2 separate regions of the Sus scrofa genome follow, and region 2 is linked to region 1. Evidence: chromatin contacts called from public HiChIP or PLAC-seq data. All regions are on one chromosome and are shown on one strand. The core of a region is the stretch at or near the end of the contact, and the rest is flanking DNA. Distances in the headings are between cores, read along the strand shown. Region 1 holds the start of CHD2 (chromodomain-helicase-DNA-binding protein 2). Region 2 holds the start of FAM174B (membrane protein FAM174B).

What was found. HiChIP or PLAC-seq counts read pairs in DNA pulled down with a chosen protein or histone mark.
Region 2: a contact with region 1 is called in an H3K27ac HiChIP or PLAC-seq map of skeletal muscle, with 2.3 times the contacts expected there. The contact joins the promoter of FAM174B here to the promoter of CHD2 in region 1. A contact is called at or near these places in 3 of 5 promoter capture datasets (fetal liver, fetal skeletal muscle and liver), 37 of 47 Hi-C or Micro-C datasets (adipose tissue, alveolar macrophages, blood and 17 more) and 2 of 2 datasets of contacts at active chromatin or transcription factors (alveolar macrophages and skeletal muscle).

What each region holds. Positions count from the first base shown.
Region 1 is chr7:86,106,491-86,109,497 of Sscrofa11.1, forward strand. CHD2 (chromodomain-helicase-DNA-binding protein 2) reads right to left here and starts at 1,396. Exons shown (of 38, transcript XM_021099370.1): 1 at 791-1,396.
Region 2 is chr7:86,180,337-86,183,422 of Sscrofa11.1, forward strand. FAM174B (membrane protein FAM174B) reads left to right here and starts at 1,634. Exons shown (of 2, transcript XR_002345977.1): 1 at 1,634-2,997.

The sequences.
Region 1 (3,007 bases), core at 146-2,645:
CAAAAACCTAAAAACTGAAATTTATTGACAAAAAAACTGTAGTTTACAGGAAAGGCCCCCTTGAATAAAGGTACCTTACCTTTTGACTGCTGTAACAGGCCTTAAGTCACAACTTAACTTTCATAAATTGTTACCAAAAAATTAGGGTGTGGCATATTAGCAATCTCAAGGTCACGCTTTAAAAAACGAATCCAAATTAGTAAAATACTTAAAATAAAACAGACAGCTATCCCTGTCTGTCAAGGTAAACAATGTAAGCTGAGGTTTCCCCAAAAAAAAAAGAAAAAAAGGAAGAAAGTTGATAGCTCATACCTCGATGCATTGCTGTGTAGCGAACTGTCCTCCTCTTGGCTTTTGTCCTTATTTCTCATCATCTTTTAATTCTTAAATATTAAGGGGGAGGGGAAATCTGTGTTTGCTTTGAAGTCCTGTGCCCAGGTATTTACTGTCAAAAGTTGAAAGAAAGGTAAGGTCCCAGCTTCTATCGATGGTTTTTATTATCAGGAACAAAGTCCTGACGATGTAACGATATTGTTATAACACAACAGCGGTAAGCACCAAAAAACAAAACATTTCTGCTTTTTCCTTTAAAAAAAAAAAAAAAACAGGATAAACCGAACAGGGGGAATCATCACTATCAATAAGGAAAGTTTCTCAAAGTAACACACTAGATACAAATAACAATCTCTGTATCTTATTGCGTCATCCAGGAATTTCTCATATTTACAGAATATAAAGCAAACTTAAACATAGAAATCTTCAAAATTATCACTAATGATCATGAACTTACCTGATCCATGTAGTAGGTCCAAAGCAAGAGTCCTATCTAGTAGTAGAAAAATATCAGATCCCAAATTAAAAATAAAAACAAAATTCCCCGTTAAAAAACGAAAAATAAATAAAATAACCCTCAAATATGTTAACTGTTCAGAAAAATAAAGAACAATTAATATTAAAACGGGTCCGGAAGAAAAAAAAACCTCATTAGGAGAGCGCACAAAAATGGAGGTGCGCCATGGCTTCTAAGCTGGAAAAAACAACGACCTGGGCTCTCAGTACGGCTGCTTCTTTCCAACAAGGCACGAAAAGAAAGCTCCCAAAAGCTGCTTTTCTCCCTAAAAAAGGTTCGAATCGACCCCAGTAAGTCACTAGAAGAGGCAGGGGGCTGCGGGGGCCCCCTGAGGCTGCCCGAAAGTTAGGGAAAGTTGCGTAAAGTGAAGCGAAGGCAGGGAGCAGAGCGCGCTCTCTCTAAGGCACAGCCGCCATCTAGAGCCTCCTTCCCAGCTCTGAGAGCTCTGCCTTTGATTGACACTCTCTACATTTACCCCACAACTCAGGTGATGTACCATAGACCCACCCCTTCATCTCCACCAAAAAAAAAAAAAAAAAAAAAAAAAAGAAAGAAAGAAAGATCCTCCATCCCAGGGAGCCTAAGGACCCCTACCCCCACCCCTCCCTGCCCCTCCAGACCACCCCATCAGAGGGAGAGGGGAGGGTTTCTTAACCCCCTCTGGCTCAAGCACCCTTTTTAAGCCAGAGAGAAATGTAATTTGTTCCTTTTGTCTAAAGATCTGCTAAATATTTCAGTCCTTGAGCTAAAATAACTTCCTCTCTGGACAGGAAGTGGTGTTTTATCAAGCCATTTTGAAAGAGGGATAATTCTCAGAGAAAATAAAGCTCAGCTCAAGTACTAATCTTTTTAAAAACTAACCCCACCAAGGGTAAAAATGGTTCCTGGACAAAAGCAAAACCTCAACTTGATATATTAAATTCAAATCTCCCTTCTTTATGAAGCCTAAAAATGATCTAGGGACAAAGTTTAATAGGGAATTTTCCATCCCAAGAAGAAGGAAGGGGTACAACTCAAGAGCGCCTCCCTAGTGTTCAATTGCATTAGGGCAAAAATTAATGCAACAAGATTTTATTCAAGAATCTCAATTTTCATTTGTACTTTCACAAAATTCTTTTAACCCATTATATAACCCTGATAAACTTTACCCCCAAAATTCTCATAACAACAATGATTCAGGAAAAACAATTCAAGAGTATGGAACTACTACGAAAAAACAAACCCAAAAAACTCCACCTCCAAAACCAACACATGTATCTCAACCATTCTCTTGTATTTCAAATCAAATTCTAAGTATTTACCCATTTCAACAACAATAAATTAATAACCAGTCATTTTGATGGAAAGTAATCAAAATAATGTCACAGGGCAAATTCTCCTAAATAAAACCATAACATCTGAAGAAACAAAATTACAAATGACAAAACCAAATTATTCAACACTTTCTCAACAAGCACCCCAAAAAAACACTCACATTCAAAAAACAAATCATCTTTCCATACTCAACATTACAATCTGCCAGAACAATGTCCTTCTCCTCATTGAGAAATCAATTTAGATTTACACCCAACAAAAGCAACAATTTTGCACCTGGGTGATTATAAAATCTATAACCAAAACCTAGCTTCAATTCCATACTTTCTACAAAAGATAATTTTGTATCAAAATCCAAATTTCCACTTTTGATTTATACAAACACCTCAAATCAGCCAATGAGAACAAATACTGTACATGTACTATATATCATCAACATGCATATCCTGGTATTTTACATTAATCACAAACGCAGTATGACGAACACTTCCTCATCAAAAAAAACCCCAACGTTATCACTTGTTCTGTCTATAATGGGAAAATATAATCAACAATTAATTTGGTTTGTCAAAATAAAGCCTACCACATCTCATAACAGTAATTGAAACTGATTTTAGTTGATTATCAATAAATGAAACTGCAGTGTTCACCTAGAACTCAAACATAAGTTATCTATGGCATGGTGTGATTCATTTAATCTAAATTCCTAAATGTATAGAATAAGAAAAATATAATGATTCTATTTTATAAAATATATTGTATACATTACTGCCACCAAAATTTTAAATCCTTTTATGAATACCCTAAGGAAACCTCTCTATAAATCCAACGCCTCTTCACGTA
Region 2 (3,086 bases), core at 384-2,883, 74 kb after region 1:
AAACCCATGTCCTCATGGATACTAGTCAGGTTTGTTACTGCTGAGCCACAACGGCAACTCCTCATCAATACCTTTTGTTTGGTGTTGAGCATAATTTAAGCAATATGAAAGAAAACAATATATTTTTTAAAGTCAAGTGAAAAAGGTACCAAACTAAAAAAAAAAAAAAAAAAAAAAGGTACCAAACTGTACAAACATAATCTCCTCAAAACAGACTTATGGGAATTCCCATTGCGGTTCATCAGGTTAAGAATCTGACTAGCATCTACAAGGATGTGGGTTCGATTCCTGGTCTCGCTCAGTGGGTTAAGGATCTGGTGTTGCCTCAAGCTGTAGTATAGCTTGAAGATTAGGGTCAGATCTGGAGTTGTGGCTGTGGCCTACGGCCGGCAGCTGCAACTCCCATTCCACCTGAGGGTGTGGCCATCAAAAAAAAAAAAAAACAACCCACAAAACAAAACTTAAATCTCTGCCTACAAGGACAAGTATCTCAGAATTACTAGAGTGCTGGTTCTTTTAAATTTTTTTTTTTTTACTACTTCTCTGGTTTTTTAAAAAAGTCAAATTTGCTGAAATTAACTATTTAAATATTTATGAAGCATTTTCTCCTTTTAATAGTAAGGTAGTGTTAAGGAAATTTTGGAGGCAAACAGTTGAAGGCCTGAGGATGCTAATTCTTGTGCTCCTGTATGATGGGCATTTGCAGAAAAAGCTGCCCAAGTTTCCATCTGAATTATATGTACAAAAGGAGACAAAGAAGGGGGTAATCACTGCAAAACATAAGGACACAATGAGGCAGGCTCTTTCTGAGAAAATGTTCTGAAGGTAGCTGCATTCTTTCCCGTTCAAGGAAGGGAAGGTTCTAACCCCTCCAGGTAAAAGGATTCTTTGCAAACTCCATTCATTCCTTTTTTTTTTTTTTTTTTTTTTTTTTTTTTAGCCAAACATTGGACAAACCTCTGAAGGCTTGGTTACAAAAAGGAGTGGCTGAAGGAAAATTCTCTCAAATTGCTGGGTTAAAAAAAAAAAAAAAAATCCGAATTTAAGCCCTAGAACGAAAATCTTGAGCGGCCTTGTCACTTCCTCCCCTCCCAATCAAATTATACTGTTCCTAGTCTGCACTTAACAGCAATGCAGTTTTGATCACAGCACAAGTGTTAAAATCCCTACCAGACGGACAAAACCAGAAGGGCTCCTTCATAAAGTAATGTCCTTCTCCAGCTTTGTCACTGTAGTGGGGACCTGCTACATTCAGAAAATTTTATTTAACCTCCCAAACCTTTGAGAGTCAAGTTCCACTATTTAGAAACAAAACAGTCGTATCGTTTCAGACTTGCCAAGTCTCACAAATTAGAATGAGAGAATCTGAATCCTAAAACGACACATTTATAAATAAAATCAAGGACAAACGTCTCCTTTACTCTAAATATACTCTACAAGCCCAATGGCTGTGTTAACTATTTTTACCCACACTGGCCCTTCTGTGTCCAACTTATGTAAAATGAAACAGGATGAGGAATGAAAACCAAGCCTGGGCAATTGGCCAAGCAGAGATTCACGGGCTTGGTCCTCCCTATCCAAAAGAGAAACTGCAGGTCTTTTTTTTTTTTTTTTTTTTTGTCTTTTTAGGGCCGCACCCGCAGCATATGGAGGTTCCCAGGCTAGGGGTTGAACCAGAGCTGTAGCCACAGCAACGCCAGATCCCAGCCGTGTCTGTGACCTACACCACAGCTCATGGCAACACTGGATCCTTAACCCACTGAACGAGGCCAGGGATTGAACCCACAACCTCATGGTTCCTAGTCGGATTCATTAAGCATCGAGCCATGACGGGGAACTCCGAAACTGCAGGTCTTTATTGAAAGGCCAGGAACACTATTCGACTTTGCTCTTATTTCCTGCATTTTATAATATGCAACAACCCACAACTACATTTATCTTTCTGAAAAAAACATCTAAGGTGGTTGATATAAAGTAATACAATCTCAGACTCTGCAACACTTTGGAGGTCCCAGAGCAGCTTCTGGGTACAAGTCAAACAAGCTCCAACACTTTGGACAAGGCAGGGAAGCCACTTAAAGCCCAGATCTTTGCGAGTTGTTTTTTCCCATCAGAAAGGGAGCAGTTCTAGGCCTTTGAACAAAGACAGGAAATGGTAATGGAAACTGCTGGAAGGGGGAGAGTGCCTTTTGATCGAAGTAGGACTCGCCCACTCGAAGTGCAACACCTAATCTCTCCCGCAGAAAGAAAACGCCCGAGGAAGACGTCTCTGCTGTCCTTGTTGGCACAGAACAGCAAACGCAGGAACTAAGCAAAAGGGGTCGGGAATGAGAAGCCGACTGGCGGCTGCACAGGAATGCGCCGTGCTGATCCTGCGGCTGGTGCGGTCATAGCGGGCCGGGCCAGAGAGCTCCGCAGGAACAGGACTCCGATCTCGCGCAGCTCCTTGCTATTGGGTCCAGGTTCGGCCGGGCAACCCATCAGCCCATCTTACCCTGCCCAGCCAACGCCGCCCTTTAAGGGACCTGCAGCCTCAAGGACACCGACCGGCCCCGCCCCTTCGCCGCCATCTTGTTATTTTCTCCAGGACCCCCAGCAGACCACGTGGCGCGTCGCTGCGGAAGTCAAGGCACCGCCCCAACTTCCGGCCGGACTGGTTCCAGCCGGCCGCGGCCCGCAGACGCCCGGCTGCCCCCTAGCGGCTGGCAGCCGAGCCCCGGCCGAGCCCCGGCCCGTCCGGACCTCGCCATTTCCTTCCCGGCTGGCCGCACGTCCGCGCCCTGCAGTCAGTCCCCCGCCCGAGCGCCGCAGCGCACGCGCCACGGGCGGGGCACTCAGCGCACCCTCCCCTGGCGTGGACGTTTACAGTGAGGTTCAACGAGTGTCACCTGCATCTTTACACGCAGTTTAAACAGTAAGCCCCGTAGAGAAGCGTGGAGGTACTCGGTGCTCGGTGTTTCAGGACTTCCTTACAGAAGCCCCCGCCTCGCCTTTAAGGTGTGGATTCTGACCTCAGTCCCTGGCCCCCGCAGGTTTCTGGGGTGGGGGTGGGAAACGACGATGTGCGAGTTGGGACGTAGCCAAGG